Regions from separate parts of the Sus scrofa genome. Here regions 1 and 3 are each linked to region 2. Evidence: chromatin contacts called from public HiChIP or PLAC-seq data. All regions are on one chromosome and are shown on one strand. Each heading gives the region's core, a stretch centred on a gene start, on an enhancer-like site or on the middle of the called end of the contact. The rest is flanking DNA. Distances are from core to core; before and after follow the strand shown. Region 1 overlaps SORBS1 (sorbin and SH3 domain-containing protein 1). Region 2 holds the start of SORBS1 (sorbin and SH3 domain-containing protein 1). Region 3 overlaps SORBS1 (sorbin and SH3 domain-containing protein 1).

Evidence for each region. HiChIP or PLAC-seq counts read pairs in DNA pulled down with a chosen protein or histone mark.
Region 1: an H3K27ac HiChIP or PLAC-seq map of skeletal muscle shows a contact between it and region 2. The contact joins the enhancer-like site here to the promoter of SORBS1 in region 2. A contact is called at or near these places in 2 of 5 promoter capture datasets (both in liver), 11 of 47 Hi-C or Micro-C datasets (alveolar macrophages, brain, embryonic fibroblasts and 4 more) and 1 of 2 datasets of contacts at active chromatin or transcription factors (skeletal muscle).
Region 3: an H3K27ac HiChIP or PLAC-seq map of skeletal muscle shows a contact between it and region 2. The contact joins the enhancer-like site here to the promoter of SORBS1 in region 2. A contact is called at or near these places in 5 of 47 Hi-C or Micro-C datasets (alveolar macrophages, embryonic fibroblasts, heart right ventricle and 2 more) and 1 of 2 datasets of contacts at active chromatin or transcription factors (skeletal muscle).

Annotation. Positions count from the first base shown.
Region 1 is chr14:107,056,460-107,060,667 of Sscrofa11.1, reverse strand. The region is part of intron 2 of SORBS1 (sorbin and SH3 domain-containing protein 1); the gene reads left to right. Among named protein-coding and RNA genes, the nearest start is that of SORBS1, 79 kb to the left of the region's middle. Within about 2 kb of position 2,632, at least 24 of the 83 cell types and tissues checked have an H3K27ac peak or open chromatin away from gene starts, as enhancers often do. A contact at or near this core is called in brain, liver and skeletal muscle, where this site is marked.
Region 2 is chr14:107,134,850-107,139,050 of Sscrofa11.1, reverse strand. It overlaps SORBS1 (sorbin and SH3 domain-containing protein 1), which reads left to right and starts at 1,582. Exons shown (of 27, transcript XM_021074174.1): 1 at 1,582-1,894. The coding sequence starts at 1,597.
Region 3 is chr14:107,022,613-107,027,004 of Sscrofa11.1, reverse strand. The region is part of intron 2 of SORBS1 (sorbin and SH3 domain-containing protein 1); the gene reads left to right. Among named protein-coding and RNA genes, the nearest start is that of SORBS1, 110 kb to the left of the region's middle. Within about 2 kb of position 2,079, at least 25 of the 83 cell types and tissues checked have an H3K27ac peak or open chromatin away from gene starts, as enhancers often do. A contact at or near this core is called in liver and skeletal muscle, where this site is marked.

The DNA of each region.
Region 1 (4,208 bases), core at 1,383-3,882, 79 kb after region 2:
TCATGCCTCACGGGAAAGGAATCTGACTAGCATCCATGAGGATGCAGGGTCGATCCCTGGCCTCGCTCAGTGGGTTAAGGATCTGGCGTTGCTGTGAACTTGTTGACCAGAACAAAAGATAAGTGAACAGGCAGACAGGGAGGTGTTTGTTAGCAGGGTAAACAATACATGTTGTAGAACATGCTCAAGGCAGGACCGAGCTACAGAGGCTGCTAGGGTGTTTTGCCTTGGGCTGTGTCAGCAGTCGCCTGAGAGTGTGTTGGGCTGCTTTCCTTTGGCTGAGAGCTGGAAAAATAAATAACAGTACACATGATGCAGTATAATACATATGCAATACATGGAACCTCTTGGGTGCATATTTGATATTAACTGTATTGTGTTTTTAGGAAATTTATTTCAGAAGTGAGTGGCACTAAAATGATCCAGTGTTGCTTGGGCTGGCATTAAATGGACTGTTATGTGCCTAGGAACAAACCAGGGACCGGAGACGAGGCTCGTGAAGGCCTTGCCATTATGTTATAGAGAGAATCTCTTTGGCAAAATCGTAGACTGCCTTCATGGTTCACATGCCTGAAGATACTATGTGTTTGCAACTCAACATCAAAACCTGTTTACTTGTTTATTCAAACATCGGTATTGGAATAGCTAGTAGTCCTTATGTAATGCCTTTCGGCATGTGGGGTACATCCATATACCTCCTCCCACTTAAGTGTGCTGTGTCAGAGCCCAGTCAGATGCCTGGGCAACTCCCTGCATGGGTGGACCACTGTGATTTCACTTTCTTGTGCTTGTGAGCAGAGCTACCCACAGCTTGGGCTGGGCTACGCAGAAAGGAGCTGGGACAGGCGGGCAGAAGAGTAGCTGTGGGAGCGGTGCTTGGACAGTCGTTCCCAGCAACGGAGGAGGTGGGGGGTTGTCTGCTGAGCAGGAGGCTGGTGGGTGGGATGTGGTTGGGGCTCTGAGGAAGATGGAAACTATTTGGAACAGCTGCCATGGGTTGGGCACTAGGGGCCAAGCAAAGGCTTGAAAGCAAGGCCTGCCGAGTGGACTGGGAGGAAGCCTGGATGTAGAGCAGGTGGGGCTTGGCTGTGTGACTCAGAACAGGCTGGGGGGCAGGGGTTGGATGGCTGCTTGGTGGCTGGCCTGGTATTGGCATACGCTGACCCTGAGAGTGTGGCTATATACGGAGATGTTAGGGTGAACAGCAGGGGACCATGGGGGCGGAGGGAAGCGGGGGACGCTGGGTGTGCTGACAACAGTTCTTAACATGGCTTATAAGGCCCTTTATCTCTGAGTCCCTCCCACCGTGCACACTCTCTTGAGCCATTCTGTGTGCTTTTGCATCTGTCATTCCTCTTACTCTTTCCTTTGGCCTCACTACCTACCTCAGGTGCTGGCCTGGGCATCACTTTGGGGGAGCTGTTCTTGACGGCCCTCTGTTCCATTCTTTGCTGGGCAGCTGACCCTTTGTCCTGTCCCCACATCCCTCCCTCTGTACCTTAGAAGCTTGTTTCCAAGATGCTGGCGTACGTGGATTGGCAGGCTCCTTGAAGCCAAGGCCATCTGGTACCCAGCAGAGCACCTGACATACCGAAGGTGTTGAGTAGAAGGGGGCATGCCTGCCCTTCTGTAGCCCTTCGTCGTGGAACGGAATGTTAGAACTGGAAGAAAACTACGAGGGCAGCTAGTCCGACTCATTCGTTTCATAGTTCACAGAGAATTGAAACTCAGAGAGGTTGAGTGCCGAACCTATCATCACACAGCTTTGCTTGAGGCAGAGCCAGGGCTCCGAGTCGCCTCCTCTGACTCCAAATGCCACCTTCCTTCCTCTCAACCACCAGGTTGTCTGTGGAGGACTTTTAAATGTGTGAACATGGCAAGCCTCTGCCTCTGCTTAGCGCCTGGGTGCAGCCTCGTGTCACTGTTGCTAGCGGTCTGTTTTTTCATTCTTTTCACCGGGAGGAAGACTGAGTCCTGACAGCGCTTTTCCTCTGCATGGTGCCAGGTTTACAGCAGCTCTTAGCTCACTGCTTCCCCTTCCCTTTCCGGGTTTGTCCTAGTTTATCTTTGGGGTAAGTATCAGCAACTGTTTCTAAGTAAATAGAGGAATTGCAGATTCAGGGCTTGTGGCTTGAAACATTCAGTGCTTTTGGCGTCAGCCTGTCCCCTTCTGGCTCCGGTCACTGCTGCTCCTGTCTCTAGATGGCCCTGACTTTGCATGTGTTAAAGGCTGGAAGTTTCCTCCCTGGAGCAAGCGGCAGAGCTGGCAGAACCCTGGAAAAGGGGAGCCGTAGGGGACGGAAAGTCAACGTGTATCTCTACCACTTGCAGTCAATTTTTTCTTTTTTTTAAAAAGGAATCCTGTGGTTTCCAGACCCATCCTTGGAGTATAGGATACTAGGTGGAGTGTGTAGAAATGTTTTGTTTCCATATTTTCTATCTCTAAAACTTGTCGCTGAGCTTTTGGACAATATCTGAGATTTAGAATATTCTGTTCAGGGTTAAAGCCTCAGCGTGGATGATGGAGGGTAGGGTGTGGCCGGTGCTCTTAGCGCCTGCTCATGGATGATGCCGTTTTGTGAGGGAGGTTGGTTCCAGTTCACTGCGGGTTGTCTGAATTCTGCCCATCACCCTGGGTCCAAAGTACCTCAGCGTCAGTTCCAGGACTGGAAAGTCCATTCACTGAACACAGGGGATGAGGGGGCGACTGGTTCAAACATTCTGGTTCTTCTGTTAATGAACCAAATAGTGCGTGGGGAAAAAAATGCCCATTTTGGAAAAAGTACTTGGGAACGAGGGTCTTCCAATTCTTCCTTATTTTAGGGAACCCTGCAGCACTGCTTCTCTTAAGCACCTCCATCTCCCCACCCCCCCCACCTTTTTAAACAGGAAGAGCTAGATGATGTCCGGTGCCCCTTTTAGCTCCCCATGGCTTGTGACAAACCCAGTGTCTTTGATCCTGGGGGTTTCTGAAGGCACTTTGGACCTTCTTGGCTCCCAGCCACTTGGAGCCTGTTTCTGAGTCTCTCTGGGCTGGTCTTGAGTTCCAGGTATTGAACCAAAAGTTCATCGGCCAAGGGTTTGGACTGTGTCAGAACTATTTTGATGGGCTGTGTTCTCTTCTTGGCATCTACTCATTTCCTTCGGGGACGTCCCCTTCCTTGGAATAAATAACTCCAAAGATGCTAAGGCATTCCAACCGGGCATTTCCATGCAGGGATCTTGGCTCGTCAGTTACAGGTCACTGGGTGAGAAGGATGTCACCCAGTTGGAAATGCTCCTGACACCCACCCCTCCCTGACTCACCCCTGTCAGCAGTGGTCCTTATGCTGGCCAGTTTTGAGAATGACCATCTTTGGCAATAGCAAGCGTTGTCCAGAAGGTGTTTCTAAAGTGTCAGCCTTACGCTGCTGGGCTGTTCCTAAGAGGTATCCAGAAAGTGGTGGTCCCTGTTGAGTCCCAACCTCAGCTCTCTGCGAGGAGCTCTCTGAACGAGAAGGGGATCTCTTGGGGTCCCAAAGCTGTGTTGGGATCCCACATGGAGGCTGTCTGGGAATCATCATAACCCCTTTTGTCAGTGATCACCTTAGGCTCTTGGTTCAAGTGAAGCGTATTGTCAACCCAAGTACTACCCTCTGCCCAATTTCTGCCAGAAAGATGTCACTGTCACACAAGTTTTCATCCTAACTTCATTTTTGTTAGCTTTTTTTTTTTTTTTTTTTTTTGACTGCGCCTGCAGCATGCAGAAGTTCCTGGGCCAAGGATCAGACCTGAGCTACAGCAGTGACAATGCCAGATTCTTAACCCACTGAGCCACCAGGAAACTCCCATTTTGTTAGCTTTGATTCATCTTATAACCTGTGAGGAACTTCTAAAATCCGGTCTTTTATCACCTGACAAGGCGGTGGTCCCTCCCTCTTTTGTGTCACAAATTGTTGACGCAAATGAAAAGGGCAGAGCCAAAAGCATGTGCCTGTGGTCTGGTGGTTCACCTATCTATATATAAACCCCCAGTTGCTCTTGTTTCTTTCGCTGTATTCACAAGAATGTCATGGGCTCTTTGTGAGAGCCTGGCTCAAGGGAAATCACACTCAACTGAACTATCAGTGTAATAAATCTCATCTCAAAAGGGCATTGGTTAACGTGGTGCTTATTCCTAGTGAATCTGTGTCAGAACTTGACAATCACCACTTGTTTCTTAGGTATTC
Region 2 (4,201 bases), core at 333-2,832:
TGTGATGAGAACATTTAAGATTTACTCTCTTAGCAACTTTCAAATACACATACATTTCAGTATTAACTATAGTCGCCATGTTATACATTACATACCAATGACATTTTAGACGTTTTTAAATGAAGTATAGTTAAGATACAGCATTAGGAGTTCCCGTCGTGGCGCAGTGGTTAACGAATCCGACTAGGAACCATGAGGTTGCGGGTTTGGTCCCTGCCCTTGCTCAGTGGGTTAACGATCCGGCGTTGCCGTGAGCTGTGGTGTAGGTTGCAGACGCGGCTGGGATCCCGCGTTGCTGTGGCTCTGGCGTAGGCTGGTGGCTACAGCTCCAATTAGACCCCTTGCCTGGGAATCTCCATATGCCGTGGGAGCGGCTCAAGAAATAGCAACCAAAAAAAAAAAAAAAAAAAAAAAAAAAAAGATACAGCATTATATTAGTATACAGCATAATGGTTTGGTATTCGTATTTATTGCAAAATGATCACCACAATAATTCTAATTAACATTCATCACTGAACATGGTGACAGAATTTTCTTTCTGGTGATGAGAACTTTGAAGATTTTCTTTCTTAGCAACTTCCAGATTTACAATACAGTTATTAACTATAGTTGTCATGCGGTATATCACATCCCCCATGACATTTATTTTATAACTGGAAGTTTATACCTCTTGAATCCTTCTCACATTTTGCTTGCCCCTCTCCTATACCCTCCTACCTCTTTTCTCTTTATGAGCCTGGTGGTGGTGGTTGTTGTTAATAGATTTTACATATAAATGAGATAATTTGGTATTTGTCTTTCTCTGTCAGACTTATTTCACTTAGCCTAAATGCCTTCAAATTCCATTCATGTTTTTGCAAGTGGCAAGATTTCTTTTACCACTTGAAAAATATGAACTAGTAATGGCGACTCATAAAACAATGAGGATTAAATGAGAGAAAAGCTAGGAATCATTAAGTAAGTATACTGGGTGGTATACAGTATAATAACGATAGCAGCAAACATTTATGAAGCATGACGGCCAGACACTGATCAAAACGCTTTACACACTTGAACAATATTAATCTTCTCTATATCCTACAAAATTGGTACTGTTACTATACCATTTTATTTTTATTTTTTTGTCGTTTTGCCTCTTTCTAGTGCCGCTCCAGCGGCATATGGAGATTCCCAGGCTAGGGGTCTAATCAGAGCCACTGCAACGCGGGATCCCAGCCGCGTCTGCAACCTACACCACAGCTCCCGGCAACGCCAGATCCTTAACCCACTGAGCAAGGCCAGGGATTGAACCCACAACCTCATGGTTCCTAGTGGGATTCGTTAACCACTGCGCCACGATGGGAACTCCTACTATATCATTTTAAAGATACGCAAACTGGGACACGGGGTTAAGAAGTTATATGCACTCAAGACAGGTTAGCTGTTTTTTTGTCTAAGATTCCTTCCCAGTTTCCCGTGGGCGACCCCTGTGTAGGACCAGAGGGAGTGTCCCGCCTGCCTCCCGCCCAGCTTGAAGCCGGCCAGGACGGAAAGGGTTACTGGGACCGCGTGCACGTTATCGGCTGGAGATCCGCGGGCCCGCGCCCAGGGCTCACAATGTCGCGGGGCTGGGCGGTGCGGCGCTTTCTCACCTCTCATTGGCGCACACGCCCCTTCCTGTCACGGCCAGGCCTGGCCCCGCCTCCTACCACCGCCCGCCGCCCAGGCGCCGCGGGAGTGGACAGTTCCAGACGCATGCTAATGAGGGGGCGGCCGCCGCAGCCCATTGGCCGGTCGCGGAGTGTCGGTGAAGTCAGCCTCGAGTCCCAGAAAAACAGAGCGGGGCCAACTGCAGCGTGTAGTGCGAGTGGGGCAGGACGCGCGCAGCCAGCCCGCCCGCCCGGAGACCCGCAAGGTAAGCCCGCGCCAGCAGTCCCTCAGCCCGAGCTCGCCTGATCTGCAGCGCCAGCGCCGTGGGCGTGCGCCGGCCCGGCCCCCGCGGGCGGCGCCTTTGTTCCGCGCTCGGAGGAGGCGCGTTTAAAGGGCCAGCTGTTGGAAGGATTTGGGGGACCCCCTCCCCCAGAGCATCCCCCGTAGTTAGAGGGAAAACCGTAGCCCTCCTCTGCCGAACCCTCCTTCCTTCCTGCTAGGTGGATCCCCAGTCTTTAAAGGAAAGTTCTCCAGGATGCAGAGGTTCTGAGGGATTCCGGGGATTTTTTTTTTTTTTTTTTTTTTGGTAGGTGTGGGTATGTGAGATCATGGCCTCTGCTAGGAGAGAACGTCCGCCGTCTTCAGGCTGGCTACAATATGGGTGGGTGGAGGAGACATCAAAGCTCGGGTGGGTTTGCGCTGTAAAGTGAAACTACCGAGGAGGGGCTCCTCTGCAACAGCCAGAGGAGGAAGGAGGGAGTGAGCGGCAGAATGGAGCCATCTCAGGTGTGTTCATTCATCAGCATCCCTGTGGGAGAGAGGGCGGCGGGAGGGGCCCAAGGACTAGTGTCTGGCCTAGGACCCGTCAGAATGAGTGTGTGTGTGTGTCGCCGTGTCCGGGGACGCCGGTGCCTGCTCATCCGCCCATGCTCCTTCATCCCCCAGAGTGACAGGCAGCATCTTGCTAGCCAGCTCTGAAATGGACAGAAAGCAACTCCTTTCTCTTAATTCCCAGGGCATCCCCAGATCTCTTCTGGTTGCTTTCCGAGGAGGCTTCCTTCATAAGCGTTAGCGCCATTCAAGATAGAGGAGGGAAAAGGCTTGAAGTCATTACGTTTTTTTCTTGGGAGTATGTGCTGTTGAAATCTGCATCCCCGTGCATCCGCTGTCGTAAGATGGCTTTGAAATTCACCAGTGCATGCTTTCTTCGGGCAGACAGAATTTATTACGCTTTTACATTGCTACAGAAAAGCGGAAAGGATCACACTGAGCGGGGCTCGTTTCATCCAGACCCAGGATTTTCCCGGCATGTTCTGGCTGAGCCTTTGGATTTTTGTTTTAAACTGAGCGCTGGGTCGTCCCTCTTGTCACAGGGCGGACCTGCTGAAATTGCCCTAATTGATTTCACCGTTGATAGGAGGGAGGTTCATTTAGAGATATCATGGAATCTGTCTGGCATGTTAGGATTTTTACATTAACCCCCACCCCCTAAGGCCAGGGAGGGCTTGTCTGTTTCCACACCCCTTTTTGGTTTTTGAGCTCCCATAGATTCAGTTTTGTGTTTTTGATTGAAAAGATGGCTTGGCGGTGATTGAGAAGGGGGTGGATTAAGCATAGGGTGATCAGCAGATGTGGAGGGCAGCCTCAACGACAGAAAACACATGCTGGACATTTGGGGACTCCAGATCTCCAGCCCTACAGGAAGGAGTAGGTGAGCTAGATGGGTGTCTACAAAGCGAGAGAGGGTGTGTGTATGTGTGTATGTGTGTGTGTGTGTGTGTGTGTGTGTGTGTGTGTTTGCGCATGCTGTGAGGGAGGGATAGAGGAGGATGCTGCCATCAGTTTTTCTACTCCACCCTCTTGAGGCTGCCTTAAATAGCTCCTTGCCATCCAAGCCCTGGTGTTTCAGGCTCTTGGCCTTAGAGGAGGGCCTGGAAGGTTTGGTCTGTTTGGTACCTCTGCCCTGGGCACTGTTAGTGTGGCTGGTTAGGAAAGGGTTAGTTCTCCAGAGGTTGCAGGGAGCTCATTTCTCTGCTGGAGGGCGCTGAGTTGAACTTACTCCCTGACTTCCTGGCAGGGTATTAGCAACTGAAAATAAATGCTTTCCAGCCCCTAGGGTGAAGAGCTAGGAGGGTATTGTTAGCCATCCCTTTGACACTCACCTCCTCTTGGCTCTTTTCTCCTCTTACCTGCTTTGTTTTATTCTAGTTGGAGAGTTTCTGTGAACTTTTCCAGAAGGTACTGGGAATGTTGGGAGGTGAGGTAGGAGTTATGGGAAAGGAGGAGCAGATACTTCTTCCTGGCAGAACATAGAGACCTGTTTGGCTCTCCTTTCTCCAAAATAGAGTTCCATATATAGATAGCAGAGTCTGGGGTTTTCTTTGCAGAGAATGAATGGGCAGGGTTCAGGAAGGGAAGCTTGTGTTAGGCAGCATTAGTAATCATCAGGTCATCCAAACCTAGCTCAGGACCTTTCCTGGGACTTGGAAATAGATTTTCCCATAGAGGACACACTCACTGGGAATTTGGGATTGAATCTCTCTCTCTCTCTGAAAAAGGAAACGGGTGGTTT
Region 3 (4,392 bases), core at 830-3,329, 110 kb after region 2:
GGCTGAAGGTGCCCTGAGGAAGGAAGAAGAGGGAGGGGAGGGAAAGCCGGCTTAGTAGATGGAATTCAAGAGCAAAATTAAGGGGAACTTTTCTGAATCTGTTTTTGCACCTACATAATAAGGAGGCAGATTAGATTTCTGGTTTATGAACCTTCTTCTTTTTTGTTTTTTTTTTGTTTTTGTTTTGGAGCCGGAGAACCCATTCATCCAAGGAAAGTTCAGGAAGTATAAATGATACATGATTCGTAGGAGGTTCGCTGCCTTTTTTCCTTTGGCCTTGTCCTGTGCAGCCAACCTCTCTGAGCTCAGAGGAGCCCCATGGATTTTTTTTTTTCCTCCATTGAAATTTGACCAAGAAACTCCGTTGATAAAAGCACAGCTTCCCTGGTGGCCTGAGGGGGCTCAGGGAATTTTCTTCCAAAACAGGTGGGAAAACCATGAAAACGGGCTAGCGAGCCTGCGTGGGTCCTGCTGGTCCTAATAGTCCAGGTGCCATTCTCTAGGAAGCGTGAGCATGCGGTTGGAAAGGAAAGAGGACCCCGCTCAGGGCCCTTGAGCTCTTTGAACTCCTAGAAATACTGCAGAGGTCCTGTTCTAGAAGGAAGAGCTTCAGGGCCCAGTGTAAACCTGTCCACAGTGACAAGTAGAAATCAGGACCAGAACATGCCTGTGGGAGGAGGAAGGAGTTAACTGTCTTAATTCAGGGGCAAGGTCAGTGAGGCCCCGACCACTGCAGAAACCATTGGGCTTGGCCATGTGTGTGCCCTGGAAACCTTTCTGAAGGCTGTTTTCGATAATTGGTTAGAACGGAAACCACGTTGGAGGGATTCCAGGAGGAAATGGGAAGATGTGGGGGATGGCCTTTCGGACAGGCTTTCCTATTGCTCCCTCTCCAGAGCCTCGGTCTTTTCACAGAAACCATGTGCTTGTTATGTTCTGAGCCCCCAGCCGTGTCATGGGATTCCAGGCTGAAGTTAAGGTCGGGGTCAAGTTTATCCTAACTTCCTCCCCTTGAAAGGCAATGTTCGCGACTCAGTGTTGATCCTTTCTGGCTCTCTGAAGAGCCTTCTCCACCCTCGCCAATACTGTAGAGAGTGCATTTGAAGAGATATGACATTAAGAGAGATTGAGAAGAAGATGAGCTGTCAAAAAAAAAAAATTGGAGAACGGTGCCTGTCTTGGTGGATCAGCCAAGTATAAAGCAGTAAGGCCAAGCATGTATTCTGGGGCTTTGTGAGCTGTCCTTTATGTCCTTGTCCTTTTCAAGCTATTGGAAGTCTTTGCAGATATATATAAAATCAAGTCCCAGATTGGATTTCAAAGCCAGAGTTTGGTCTGTTCCTATTAAGGCAACTATAATGGAGTTAAGGAGGGTCTTGGTTATTTTGAAGATAAGACTTGAAAGTTAGGTTCTGATGGCTACATACAGACAAGGGCCACGTTCATGACTGAGCACCCACTAAATTCTCAATTCTGAGGATGACACAGTGTCTCCCTTCCGGAAACATGATCAGGTATGTATATGTAAGTATTTGGGAGAAGCAGCAGAGGCAAAACACCATAGGGCACAGGAGAAGCAGGAACATTGCTGCGTGAGAGGCCAGCTAGCTGCTCCTTCTCTTCCAAGAATCTTTGTTGGACCTTGAATTCATTTTTACAGACAAACTCAATGATCCATATAAGGAAGGACCTTCTTTCCTTCCCTAATAAACAACCCATATTTAGTTATTGGATTCTGTTTCAGCTGGAAACGTGAGTATAACTTTCGCTTTTTCGTAATTATTCACTCTGTGTCATCAAGACTTATGAACGAATTACAGGGTCGTGCTTTTGGAGAGGGACCATGCAGAGCCGTTAATTATCTGGATGCATTCTTAACAAGATTGGCTACTTCACATCTTGTTCTTTTGGTGGAATGTCTGGGTTGATGCTGTGGTGTTTTGATCAAGTACAGTAGGTCCCCACAGCCCGAGGGATGGAAAGGCAACTTGGCCCTGGCTCGCCCACCCAAGCTGCAACACTATAGGCTGCTGCAAATCACGGCAGGGATACCCGCTGGCAGCAGTCCAGTTTTGCCACTAGATGGCACTGTTCATCCTTTTGGCTTTGACCCAAAGGCCCCTGCCTCCTCTGGAGGGGACCTGGGGGAGAAATTCCAAAGATGTGCCATCATCATGTTCTCAGCCAACTCCAACTCTTTACAGTTTAGTTTTTAAACAAATATTAAGTGTCAGAGGTTTTTATATAAAATGAATTCTCATGTTCTACGTATGATTGTAATACTTGTACTATCTCTAAATAAACTGCGTGGATTAGATTGTGACTTCCAAAGCTTCCTGCGTTCTTCTGGTCAGACTCGGTCTGTGCTGCTTCTGGATTGCATCTCTGCTGCCCTGACTCTGAGCTCTTCAGGCTGTAGAGACAAAGCCATTTGCTGAGCCACAGGATTCAGCTCTGGATGCCCCCCTTAGGAGAGAGGAAGGAAGACTCTCCCCTCCGACTGAAACCTTTGGGGGCTCTCTTCTCCCCCATCTTGTGCTGCTCAAGATGCTTGGGTTGCACATGACCAGAAACCACCTCTGGTGAACTCAACTCAAACTCAAAAGGGGGATTTATTAGCAAGATCTCAGGTAGTTTGGGGTTTATGGGAGCCAGGAGAATGGCACTCAAACAGGAGCAGAAATCCAGGGAGGCTAAGTTGGGTGGGCTCAGAGCCAAAACCTGGCCCCGGAATAGACTGGATAGGATGTCAGCACTGTTGCCACCAGTGGTAAGGATGGGACACCGAGTGCCGTCCTCAGCACAACTGCTACTGCTGCAGTTTTAATTTTTATTTAATTAATTTTTTTCCTTTTAGGGCCGCACCCCTGGCATATGTGGAAGTTCCCAGGCTAGGGGTGGAATTGGAGCTGCAACTGCCAGCCTGCGCCACAGCCACGGCAATGCCAGATCCGAGCTGCCTCTGCAACCTACACCATAGCTCATGGCAATGCCAGATCCTTATCCCCCTGAGCAAGGCCAGAGGTCGAACCAGCATCCTCATGGATACTAGTTGGGTTCTTAACCCGCTGAGCCACAATGGAAACTCCCAATTTTTATTTTGTCTTAAACTGCCCCCTGCTGCCTCTTTAAGCATCAAGTGAGAGCTTGTAACAGAGCCTACTACTCAAGAAGTCTTTGTGTGCAGAGCTGGCACCCACCTAGGCATTGTCATTGCCACCTACCACTGTCCTATGAGTTCCAAAGGTACTGGAATAGTGTTCTACCACCCGAGGCCCAGTCTCCTTCCATCTTTTCACAATCCAACCACTATATGGTAAACACCTGGCCTGAGGAGCCCCTCACCCTGAAAAAGTGCTACATCTGGCCTCTGTTCTGGTTGGTGCACCTTTGTGTCAAAGTGATGGTTAGTACTAGGGACACTCTCCCTGGCCATATGTACTTTAGATCCGTTTTTAAGTAAGGATGGGGCTGACACCTCAAAATTACTGGTATCTGTATTGAGGAATATAAAATGTACAAAGGGTGACCCACATGTGACAGACAGTGCTGACTCATCAGATGTGAGTCAAGGCATCCTTTTGTTGGCCTTGTAAGACATTTCCCTTCATCTCTTCCCCAGCCTAAGAATGCTATTGTGCTGTGTACTTTTTAAAAACTAAAGCATAGTTGATTTACAGTGTTGTTAGTTGCAGGTGTACAGCAGAGCGATTCAGTTATCTAACCCACTTCTTCAGATTCTTTTCCATTTTAGGTTATTAAAAGATATTGAGTATAGTGTCCTGGGCTGTACAATAGGTCCTTGTTTGTTTATTTTGTGTATAGTATTGTGTATCTGGTAATCCCAAACTCCTAATTTCTCTCTCTCTCCCTCATCTCTTTTGGTAACCTTTGTTTTCTGTGAGTCTGTTTCTGTTTTGTGAATAAGATAATTTGTATCCTTTGTGTGTGTGTGTGTGTGTGTGTGTGTGTGTCTTGTTAGGGCTGCATCCGCAGCATATGGAGGTTCCCAGGCCAGGAGTCTAATCGGAGCTGAAGCTGCCGGCCTACACCACAGCCATAGCGAGGCCAGATCCAAGCCTTGTCTGTGACCTACACCACAGCTCATGGCAATGCTGGATCCTTAACCCACTGAGCGAGGCCAGGGATTGAACCTGCAACCTCATGGTTCCTAGTCGGATTCGTTGCTGCTGTGCCATGATGGGAACTCCATTTGTATCATTTTTTAAAAGTTCCACATATAACTGATGTCGTGTGATATTTGTCTTTCATTGGCTTACTTCATGTAGCATGATAATTTCCAGGTTCATCCATGGTGCTGTAAAAATAGCATTATTTCATGTTTTACGACTGTGTAATATTTCATTTATGTACTTAGGACTGTAAGAATCG